Regions from separate parts of the Mus musculus genome. Here regions 2 and 3 are each linked to region 1. The links are chromatin contacts, called in public Hi-C maps. All regions are on one chromosome and are shown on one strand. The core of a region is the stretch at or near the end of the contact, and the rest is flanking DNA. Distances in the headings are between cores, read along the strand shown.

Evidence for each region. A called contact is a pair of places that touch in the nucleus more often than the background predicts.
Region 2: a contact with region 1 is called in a Hi-C map of cortical neurons, with 2.8 times the contacts expected there. The contact joins two enhancer-like sites. A contact is called at or near these places in 1 of 15 datasets of contacts at CTCF or cohesin (the NIH/3T3 cell line), 2 of 484 Hi-C or Micro-C datasets (cerebral cortex and cortical neurons) and 1 of 115 datasets of contacts at active chromatin or transcription factors (SST interneurons).
Region 3: a contact with region 1 is called in a Hi-C map of cerebral cortex, with 4 times the contacts expected there. The contact joins two enhancer-like sites. A contact is called at or near these places in 1 of 484 Hi-C or Micro-C datasets (cerebral cortex) and 2 of 115 datasets of contacts at active chromatin or transcription factors (astrocytes and embryonic limb bud).

What each region holds. Positions count from the first base shown.
Region 1 is chr17:67,010,453-67,014,184 of GRCm38.p6, reverse strand. All of the region lies in intron 7 of Ptprm (protein tyrosine phosphatase, receptor type, M), which reads left to right. Among named protein-coding and RNA genes, the nearest start is that of Mir5709, 14 kb to the left of the region's middle. Within about 2 kb of position 2,169, at least 20 of the 459 cell types and tissues checked have an H3K27ac peak or open chromatin away from gene starts, as enhancers often do. A contact at or near this core is called in cerebral cortex and cortical neurons, where this site is marked.
Region 2 is chr17:66,685,661-66,689,392 of GRCm38.p6, reverse strand. It overlaps Ptprm (protein tyrosine phosphatase, receptor type, M), which reads left to right. Exons shown (of 31, transcript NM_008984.2): 26 at 1-49; 27 at 1,011-1,142; 28 at 3,654-3,732. Among named protein-coding and RNA genes, the nearest start is that of 1700016K05Rik, 27 kb to the left of the region's middle. Within about 2 kb of position 2,057, at least 24 of the 459 cell types and tissues checked have an H3K27ac peak or open chromatin away from gene starts, as enhancers often do. A contact at or near this core is called in cortical neurons, where this site is marked.
Region 3 is chr17:66,753,565-66,757,296 of GRCm38.p6, reverse strand. All of the region lies in intron 18 of Ptprm (protein tyrosine phosphatase, receptor type, M), which reads left to right. Among named protein-coding and RNA genes, the nearest start is that of 1700016K05Rik, 41 kb to the right of the region's middle. Within about 2 kb of position 2,031, at least 12 of the 459 cell types and tissues checked have an H3K27ac peak or open chromatin away from gene starts, as enhancers often do. A contact at or near this core is called in cerebral cortex, where this site is marked.

The sequences.
Region 1 (3,732 bases), core at 920-3,419:
GGGTGTAGCTTCTGATATTCCTAGAAGACGCGATCTCACAGCAAAATCTCTGTTCCTCGGACTCTTAAAATATTTGCCCTTTCCTCCACATGATCTCTGAGCCATAGGTTCAAGAGTTGTGTTGTAGATGTATCAGTTAGGGCTGGACTCCATGCCTCTGCATTTTGATTGGTTGTAGTTTTCTGTCTGTTGCAAACAGACTCCTCCTTGATGAGGGGTAAGGATTTCTTTACTCTTACTACAGTCCAGAATTCTCTGCTTAAGGAATGGTGCCACCCACAGTGGTCTAGGGCTTCCCACCTCAGATAACATAGTCAAAATATCTCCCCAGAGGTCCATCTCCCAAGTGAATGTACCTTCTGTCAAGATGACAATTAGAACTGACTGAAGCATACTGTTTTTATTTTACCATGGCTAATAACTGCAGGCCTTGTACTTCCAGTAGAGAGGACAGGGTTGGTGTACTCTACGTGAAAATGAAAGGGGAGCCTGTGGCTTCCTGCCTGTCCTACCTGCAGAAGGTACATTCAGACACCAACCCAACCTGCTGCGTCATTTCAGTGGTTACTAGTCAAAGCAACAGTTTTTAATTCTGTAAAGTGCAGCCATAGAAGCTCAAATCCCCAAAGGAAGTTCAGGGACTTAATTACATCACGCGCATTCATTAAAGCTTCTAAGAGATGGTGTGTTTCTTTACATCCATATAATTGCAGCATTTGTTCGACAGCTTCTTTGCAAACATGTTTCAGGGCCTCCCACACGCAAGTGGCGTGCCTTAATTATGCTCTCTTTGTGCCTACCTCTTGGCCCTTTGCCTGTGGACATTCTATTTCAAGAAATTTGGGGAAGAAAGATGAGAAACATTCAGTTTCCTTTTCTTCCCTATAGGAGCTCCGAGTTCAGCCAGTCACTCATTTCCTGTCTGAAGCTCAGGGAATACTATAACAGTTCTGCACATGGGAGCTGAGTGCATCTTTCCAGCCTTGAGGGGCACTTATTGAAACTCTTTCTGCTGGGCCAGTGTTGGCTGTACAGAGGACATATATCTCTCTGAAGAAATAGAAATCCTTTCTTTGCAGACTGACCTATTAACCTCCACGAGCCTAATATGGCCCCAGAGAACAGGACAGAGGAGACATCTCAGCTGTCCCCGGAACATTCTAGAATCTAAATCACTCTCTATGATTTGAGAATGAGTTAAGGGACTATTCTGAGGGCTGAAAGCAACTTGGGCTTTAAATTCAAGGCAGCCACTCAATTAGAGATGGGGATCAAGAGGTTGCATGTTGGATAAACGCTTTATTTTAAAATAATGAAAGAGACTCATAGAAACAGTAATTTTGCAATTGCTGGATTTTTCTGTTGCCTCCCCCCCTTTTTTTCCCAAATTATGTGTGTTTGGATAAATATCTGTGTGTGTGTGTGTGTGTGCACCTTGTGAGGGATGTCTGTCTTATAGAAAATTGGGTAGAAAGATTGCTCAGGCAATTCATGTCAGTAGCGTTTGGCACAAGTTAGCATATTTTGACTGGCTGTTTGCTTGCCTATGGGGGACGGGGCGCTTACAGAGTCTGAACTGAGTTGCAAAAATAAGGTTGGACTGGGTTAATATTGCTTGTAGCTCCCAGTAATTCAGTCCAACAACCAACCAACTGCCTCCATGAGAAGAGAAAAAAAAATCCAAGCAGAATGAAGGAAAGATAAAGGCCAGGGGTGGGGGTGGGGGGTGGGGAGCGTTCCAGAACTCCACTCAATGGAATGCACTCTGATGTGGAGAGACCCTACTGGAGAGTCCTCAGGAGCCACATGGCTGCATGCTGAAGCCCCAGAAGCTAAACACATAGAGCTCATATGTGTACGCGCCATCTGTGTACCTTTGGAGGAAATTTGAATTTCTGTTTTATGTGCACCGGGTTGGATTTGTTGATCACCTTTCCCTCAAATTGTTGTCCCTCTCCCTTGCATTTCAGGGAAAAGAGTTTCTTCCACTTCACATTTAAGTGATGGCAGAATTTGCATTTCTGTAGACTCCAGCTGTCTGGTTATGTAAATGATGAGCATATGTTATATTGTGTTTTCCAAAGGGGTGTTGGCTGCTTCTAGAGCTTGGTGCTAAATTTATTTCAGAGCTTGTGAAAGGATGGTCCTTTGGGCATGACTAGAGAACACCTCCATGGTACCACACAGAAGGCAGGCCAGCAAAGCTGTGAGTGAGTCATAGCCCAGCCTGCAAGAATCAGGCCTGCCTCATTACAAATGAGCTGGGTTGCTTGTCCAACCTCATCTGAGCGTATGCCTGGAAAGTCATCATGTCTTCCTGTCTTTTAATACTCTGAGACCTCGCCCAAAGTCCTCTCTCCGGGGAGTTTCTGTTGTCTGGCCCTAGCCTTCTGATGTAGAAGTTCTGCTTAATTTTAATATGTAGATTACTTCTGCAAAAATATTTACATAAGTAACTCCATCACAGTCCTGTGGTTGAGTTTGACATGATTGCTATGTTACAGGTGAGTTCAATAGCACACTGAAGACCTTTCCCTAAATTGCACGTGGATACCTACCAGCTTATAGTTTCGGACCAAGACTCTGTCTTGTGTTATTCCTGTTAATGTTACCATAACAAATTACCAGAGGCACTCAATTTCATAAAAGAAAAAGATATGGCTAAGTTTTTGATATTTCAGTTTGAGGTTGACTGACCCATTGCCTTACAGGCTGTGGTAAGTGTAGTCCCAATGAGAACATGTCGCAGCAGGTACAGCTTTATCTCAGAGAAGCACAGAAAGAATGGAATATCTTAATCTTACCTCAAAGGATCCATCCAAGTAAGATCAGAGGACTTTGGAGCAAGCCCCAGCTCTCCAAGGCTCCAGATACTACCACGGGCCATTTAACATACAGACCCCAGAGACCACGCATCAAAGCCTTAAAGCTAGCAGGATTTACCCTGGCCAGGTGTGGTGGCTGATCTCTGCTGTTAACTCCCTGAGATTGAGAACTGCCACAGATACAAACCCTCAGAGGCATGTCCTGAAGAGATTTTGGAGATCAGGATGACCGGGATGGAAAACTCCATCCTGAATACGATCAACTTTATTCCATGAACTCAGTTCAGAATGAAATGAACAGGGAAAGGGGAAGTTGGGAAGGGACATCTAATGTTCTCTGAGCCACCTCCTTTTCCCAAGGTTGTGACTTGCTTACTTTAAGACTGTACCCTCAACCTGCGAACCAAGACCCACACTCCCTCCCCTCTCCTTCCTCTTTCTGTCCCTCCTTCCTTCTTCCCTTTCGCCTTCCCTCTCTCCCTCCCTTCCTCCCTTCCTCTTTCTGATGCTTTTATCATGGGTCATCTCTTTGATGTCAGGTTCACCCAGGGCTACTCACACATCTTCCTCTCTCCTGGTCTCAAGTTCCAGAAGTTTTGCCTCTGCTATTATCATCATGCAGCTAAATTTGGCTTCAGTCTTTGGTCTGTTACGCCGTTCTATTCTCTAATGATGGGCTAAGTGGCCTTTTCCCTTATTAAAGGTACTTTCAGGAGTCGTAACCGAGATGGGGTCGTCTTTCAGAAAGTCCCCTGGATCACAGTGGCTCTGTGGAGTTCCATGTTTAAGCAGGAACCTAATTTATTTGGTTTTACGGTGATTTAGCAGAATGTGAGGAAGAGATCTCATCATGTCCTCCTCCAGCGGATATCTGTGGTTGCTGGGACCTTGGGGGGGGGGGATGGGG
Region 2 (3,732 bases), core at 808-3,307, 320 kb after region 1:
CACCATCGATGGAGAGAGCAGCAACTACATCAATGCAGCCCTAATGGACGTAAGGCACTGGGGACACATGGGAAGGAAATAGACAACGCATGTCCCCGAGACAGAGCCCCGGGGACACAGGGAACCCTTATCTCACTTATCTGCCCCCTGAGCCTTTCCAGAGGCAAGCTATCACATCCAACAACAAAAACAGAGTTAGCATTCCAGTGTGTGGTTTGGTGAGGAGCAGCAGTTACTGCTTCACAAGCCAACTATCCACCTGTCTGAAGTGCTCAGACACAAAGATCACCTATGCCACACTGTCAGGTTTTTAGCCTACCGGCCAGAAAGCAAGGGGCAGCTGTTAAGGTATCTGGCGGGGAAAGGGGATACGGTGACAGACAGCATTATTTAGTTCTCTTTCTTCCTAATTTAGGTGGTAATTAACATGGGAAGGAAACACAACTCATCGCTTCCTGCCAGTCTGTTTACTTCTTGCTATTCAACTGACAAGAAAGTAAACGGATATTTTCAGTGCTAATGTGTAAATTTTAATTCCGCTGGTGTGATATCATAAAAGGGGCTTAAGCTTGTTTAAAGCTCCCAGAGCTAACAAAAGCGTGCATATCTTTCATGGCAGGAATAAGCAACCGAGTCGCCCAGATAAACAACAAACCAGCAAGTTTGAGAAAGAACTGTTTTCATGGTACTTAGTTTTTAAAGTAAAGTGAAACACCCTCCCCTAAAATTATTAATAGAGAGAGCCAATACATTGCCCGTCAGAAGTATAAAACAAAATGGTAAGAAATAAATGTGAAGTTCCCATGATATCAAAGTGAGAATGATTCATCATAGTTTCACAGAAAAGTTTATTTTTAGTCCATTTTGGAGTTGACAAGGATGATAGAGCCAAACAAGTACTAAACACATCGGATGCGTTTTGCCGCACATCTCCACATGCACAAAATATCTCCACTGCCTCCCCTCACGTTGTGCTGTTTATATCTGGATCTTTCTCTTCGTGTCTGCAGAGCTATAAACAGCCTTCAGCATTTATAGTCACCCAGCATCCTTTGCCAAACACCGTCAAAGACTTCTGGCGACTGGTCTTGGATTACCACTGCACATCCGTAGTTATGCTGAACGATGTGGATCCTGCCCAGGTGAGTCCAGGGACTCCTTCAGGCAGACCTCAAGTCAGAGAGTCAAGTCTGCTTGTGCTTTGTTTGTATAAGATGTGCAAGCCCCACGGCCCGTGCCCATGGCCCGGCAAAGATTTGGAAACACAAGGGTTTACAAATAAGCATTAGAGCTGTAGAAGACAGTCGGTGAGAAGCAAGCAGACAGACTGAAAGCATAGGATACTGGAAGAAGAAAGACAGGGGCACAGATGGGGACCACACATTGCACAGCTAAAAAGAGCGAGCCAACCAGCGGAGATGGGACAGGCCTGGATCTCATGTTTTTAGGCACCTGTGCTTCTTGGAAGTGCTCAGCTGGGGCCTGCAAGAGGGAGGCAACATGGTGGCCAGATAGTGAAGGTTTAAAGACCGGCAGCAATCATAAAAGAAGCAACCCTGGGAACTGGATGTAAACTCAGCAGCTCAGGGAGGTTCTCAGGTGGCCCCTCCCACAGTGAGGAGGAGGCAGAAAGCCACACTACTGAGCTGGGTGACAGAATTTTCTTGGAGGGGTCAGGAGAGTCCCAAGGCCCTTTGGGAGCAGAATCGATTCTCAGCACAGGCTTCGCTGCCATGACAGAGGGCCTTAGGGAAACCTCAAGCTTAGTGCATATTAAGAGTGAACTTATTTGAACACCAAATTCGTTTTTCTATCCAGTAGAGAAACTGCTGTTTTAGATAGGGCAGGGGTGCTGGTGGAGGCTCCTGGAGTATTTCAGCATGTAAACAGGACAAGATGTCTCCTTCCCAAAACGTGGCCTGATGCTGCTAATGCTCCGTATGCGGCTAGGGTTTTTAATTACATTGAAGGCACCGTATTATGTGACTGAGGCTCTCACTTGAAAGCTAGCTGATGAAATAATAATGACAGCCCTTGTTCTTCTCCACTCCTTTTGGCTTCGTGTCAACGTTTTAGAATTCTTCCTCCCTCCTCCCCACTCGCAGAACAGATTGTCACTGTCTGTGAAAGCCCCGCCAGTTTCAAATGGAACCAAACCTGTCATTCTAAGTTCTAGGCCACAGTCAGGTTTCACCAATCTAAGAGCCAGACACAGGCTAGGAGAAGTGTACCCCGTTCCTGATGGGACGTGCATATGGATAAACTACGGGTGACCAAGATGTCACGGACTCCGGGGTGCTCCCTGAGCATCCGTGTCTGAATGCCAAAGCCAAATTCTAAAGCAAACCGTCTGGACTCAAACCAAGTCTTAGCTGACTGGCAGACGGAGAGACAAAGAGACTCCCAATTCTATTCAGCAGATAGAGCTGATTTCCAGAGCGGGGCTAGAAAGGCTTCTGGGACTCTTGTCTTTTAGCAAACGCTAAACTGGAAGCTGGAACTCCGGAGCGTCATAAGCGTCCGAAGCTCCCACTCGACTGTTTTAAGTATTTATCGGACCAGCTCATGGATGTGTTATGCACCATTTAAGCCATTTTCTACATGGTTTCCTCAGGCAGAATGTAGGACACAGTGTGCCAAGAGCTAGATGCCAGCCCGGGCCATTCATATTTCTGCAGTGTAAATGACAAGCATTTGATCAGTTGCTTGAACTGGGAAAAATATCAACAGAGAGCAAAGCCTGCTCTGTCCACTGAGGAATGGGCAGAACAGTTTAAAAGTGTTTGTTATGGCTTTTACTGCCATCTCAGCTCTTGGTCATCATGCCTGTGTGAACAGTGGGCACCCTTGGGAATCAAAAGGGAAATAAACATCTACATACCATTGTTTGACAAGGCAAGTTTAATAACCTGTCGCTAGGAAATGCTGGTGAGGAAGAAAAAAAATCCCATGGAAGCATTATTCAAAAATAAATAAATAAATAAATAAATGTAATTTCTAAATCCAGCAGGCGTAGCTAATGTAAAGAATAGTCTCGGCTACCCTACTTACCCTCTTAATCTTTAACAAGGATTAAAGATTTATCATGGATAAAGAGGGAGAAAAAAGAGGATATTTTTCACTGTTAACCGAGAATTTATCTTGTGATCTTGAATATATAAATCACATTTTACCACGTGACAGTGACAATTTAGGTCATTTCAAAAGTCAACGTCATCAAAAGAGAAATCTGACCCTCCCATGAATCCTCTTTTTAATGGAACATCAATTAGCTTTAACAGAATGTGTTGATACACCCAGCATTTGCCAGTTATCCGGAATTAACATGTTCCAGCAATCCCTTGGAAGAGCATGAGTCTTTCCAGGTACTCATGTTTGCCTAAGTGTCATCATTATAGTGGAGTCTGGAGTCATCTTCTTGGGGCCTAGACACATATTCCTTTTAGCATGAGTGAGACCTTGCAAAGGGATTCCATGTTACAAAGATCTTCAGGAAGCCCAAGTGCACCTGGCTAACACACACTTTTTGAGAAAACAACCAGAGTAGTAGAATAAAAGAATTGGAGCTCAAATAATTTTGTCAATGCTGATCATATCCAAACTGCCGTCCAGTCACCTTTGTAATTACACTTCTTGTTGTATTCTGGGTTCAGCTGTGTCCACAGTACTGGCCAGAAAATGGAGTGCACAGACATGGCCCCATCCAGGTGGAATTCGTGTCTGCAGACTTAG
Region 3 (3,732 bases), core at 782-3,281, 260 kb after region 1:
GGGCTTTGCTCTTAAGTAAGTTAAACTTTTCCTTTATTTACACTATAAATTTGCTGAGCCAGCCCTTTCCAAATCGAAGCTAGCATTCTGTCCGCCATTACCACCACCGCCACACACAGACTCAGCCCCTCTAATCCTCTCAGCGATTCCCAGTTATAATTAACTCCAAGCAAAGATAAACACCAAATCTCCCAGCTAACGAGGCAGCCCCTCTGCAGCTGCTCCCCATTATGGGACACTGACAGTGGAGAGAACAAGCCAGACTACATAGGCACTTCCCAGGCAAACTAACTCACTGTCTCTCTCTCTGTCTCTCTCTCTCTCTGTGTGTGTCTCTCTCTGTCTCTCTGTCTCTGTCTCTGTCTCTCTCTCTCTCTCTCTCTCTCTCTCTCTGTTTTTGCCATTTATTCAAGAAATACATATTTAACCACCACATGCCTGGTCCTGAGCCAGGCTGGAATCCCTCCTTCCACATACGTTTACCAAATGCTTCCTAGAAAGGCGATGCTGTCGTAAATGTCACAGAGCAAACAGGGAAGCAGAGAGGTTGGTGCTAGAGCTGCGGAGCAGACTGAGCAGCCACTGAGAGCATGGTGTAGCACGCTCTCTGCAGAGAGATATCATGGTGTAGAGTGCTCACTACAGAGAGATGCTAGAGCCAGAAAACAGCAAAGAGGACGATAGCGCCGGCCAAGAGCTTCAGGTTTCAGAATGTGATCCAGGAGGTCCTTCTGGGAGGGCACGATGCAGGCCAGAACCTGAAGCAAAGGATGAAGTATCCACTGTGGGCAGTGAATGCCAGGTGAGAGCAGGAGGCCAGTGTGGCCAGAGCAGAGAGGTGGGAGGGAAATTTCAGGCATGAGACACTGGGCTGGCTACAGCGACAAACCTGACAGGCTCTCTACTCTTTCGAACCCAACAGTCGCAGGGCAGGAGTTGGGGGAGCCGTGGAAGAAATTAAATGATTTTATCTGATTACCCAGGGGAGCGGGATATACTTTAAGGGCATATCCAATGGTACATGATTCAGTTGAAACTTGAACTGTGGAGACCGACTTATTTGGAGATGTGGGGGAAGGCCTCTCTGAAGATGTAGCACAGAACATTACAGGATAGATCGGTAACAACCCTATTATACTGCCACAATGAGTATGAGGAACTGAGGAAAAGTTGGTGGTTGGAATGGGAAAGTGAGGGTTAAACGATATGGGTGAGTGGGGGGTCCAAACCCTGTTCTAGAGCACATAAAGGCATTTACTCTTTATCGTGCAAGCAAGGGAATTTTACTAAATGAGAATTTGTTCTTAATCAAACAGGCATTGGAAATTTTTCTAATCAAGCTGTGAAACAGAAAATCTATCAAAAAAAAAAAAAATCACCCAGTTAACAGATCTTAAGTAGCCCTCATGAGAAAATGTATGTTGTAGATTGAAGGAAAGTAACTTAACAACTAAACCTCTAGATAGAATGTGGAGGCCCTCCCATACCTCCAAATAAGCCGGTCCCCACAGGTCAAGCTTCAGCTGAATCATGTGCAGTTAGATGGTCCCTTAATGTCCCTTAATGGACAGGTGGACTATGTAGTCAAATGAGAACACGTCTGAAGAAGAGATCAGATGTGTCCTGAGGTTGGCAGTGACATGGGAAGCTAGTGAGTGCAGCTTGGGGACATTTCAGAGCATTCAATTGAGCTGTGAGTGGACGGTTAAAAGAACTGCTCTGAGAATGGCCACAAGGGGGCCTAAGTACCAGAAATGAATTAGTGGGTCATTTGGCAGATACACAGGTCAGATGGGAAGGCTGGAAGCAAAGCGAGAGTCTGGAGGGGCACATGGAGACCCTGGGACCCACACAGGGGAGGGGGAGGCTGTAAGAGTGGGCCATGCACACAGAAGCTGGGTGATGCTGGAGTCCTGATGGGAAACCTAGTTCCATAAAAACTGACTTGATGCAGATTGATGCTGGCAGCACGCACATCCTTGCTAAGAAGGGGAAAAAAGTCCTTTCTGAGTCTGCCCTCTGCTGGAGCAAGCCTGCTTCCCCAATGCATCAGTATCTGGGCTTGGGCTGCTTGGCTTCATCTCCCCTCCCCTCCATCCCCATTACTTTAACCAGAAACCCAGTTTTGATGGCCCAGGTCAAAGGTCATTTTCCCAGGATTTTTATAGTGGAGCAAAATTCTTCTCTCTCTGCTAATTGAGCACCAACAGGTCTATAAAGCCTATTTGCAGCTGGCATCCTCTCGGAGGCAGTGGGAGAGAAGAGATAGGGAGGAGCTGAAGTGCAGGGCCCTTTAGCATTACATTCAAGTGGACGGACAGCTGATGTGGATCAGAACAGCACATCCAGGAAACTGTGGGATAAAACCAGAAAGTCGAGAAGACCTAGAGTCAGGGGTCCCTGCTGGTTCTGAGCAGTACCGAGTAAGACTGGCTGAGGAGGTAAATGGAGAAGCCACAAACAAGGCAAGGCAGCAATCTACTGACAGCAGGATGGGGTCTTCATGCAAAGCTCCCTGAGGTCAGACCGGGGTCCTCCTCAGAGCCCGTGTGTCTGGGGGAAGCAAGTGGAGGCAGACAGCAGGGGGAGTATGCGAAGCACCCCTCCTGGTAGTGCTCACTGGGACCCTTTCCCAGTCTGTACCTTGCTACAGGTGCAGCAGAGTCCTTGGCCAAAGGTAACTACAGAAGGAGCGACACCTTTCTTTGCAGAAAACAGCTAGGGCATTAAATTAATGTTGCGTCACCTCTCAGAGGCCAGATGTCGCTTCTGGTCGCTGTGATTCCAATTCAATACCTAACTGTGTCATCAATAATTAACTGAGAGAGAGAATTGGTTAGAGATGAAAGCTTGTCAATTGCAGGCTCCTGTTCTGCCGCCATGGGAATACTTGACCATGCGTGAATTAAAGCTGTAAAGCCATTCCCAGTGTCACTCCTTGTAACAGGAAGTGGGAGAGCCTATGTAGCTACTTAGCAGTATTTTTAAATAATGTCATTTGACAAAAAGGTTTAAATACCATGTTTAGAGGACTTAGGGCATAAAGACCTGATTTGATCCTTTTGTATTTTTTTCTTAATTCCTCAATGGCTTTCTGAGGACTTTTTTCTTTCCATTGATACATAATAATTCTATGTATTGATGACAGTACAGTATGGCTATCCAGTTCATATGCACATTATATAAGTGATTAGCCTTTTTCCATCCTTATATGTTTATCAAGGAACTCTGAATCCATCTCTTCAAGTTCCTGACAAGTATATAATAATTGTTGTGAATAATAATCGTCACCATCATGCTATAGAACATGAATATGGACTCCCCCTGTCAACTATAACTTGGCACCTTGTTCAGCATCTTTTCTTCCCCTCCCCCCTTCCTGGATCCACCCATAGACCTGCTTCACCTCCACCCTACTCACTTCAGTGCATGTATACATACATGTGGAAAGCACAGGCCGATGGTAACTATTCCACAGTGAATGGTAGTTGTTATAACCAGGTCTCCGTGTGCCAGTTTCTTATCCCAAAACACCAATTGAGAGAAGGTGAATCCAAGGAAAGAAGCTGAGCAGCCCAAAGTCTGGGTAGGATGTGGGACGGGCAGATAAAGGATGGATCAGACATACAGATGGACAGGGAGCTGGTGGGTGGAAAGGCTGTTTGTTCGTATGGGAGCTATTTGAAGAAGAGATCAGGAATGGCCTTGAGGTTGACAGTTCTATGAGAAGCT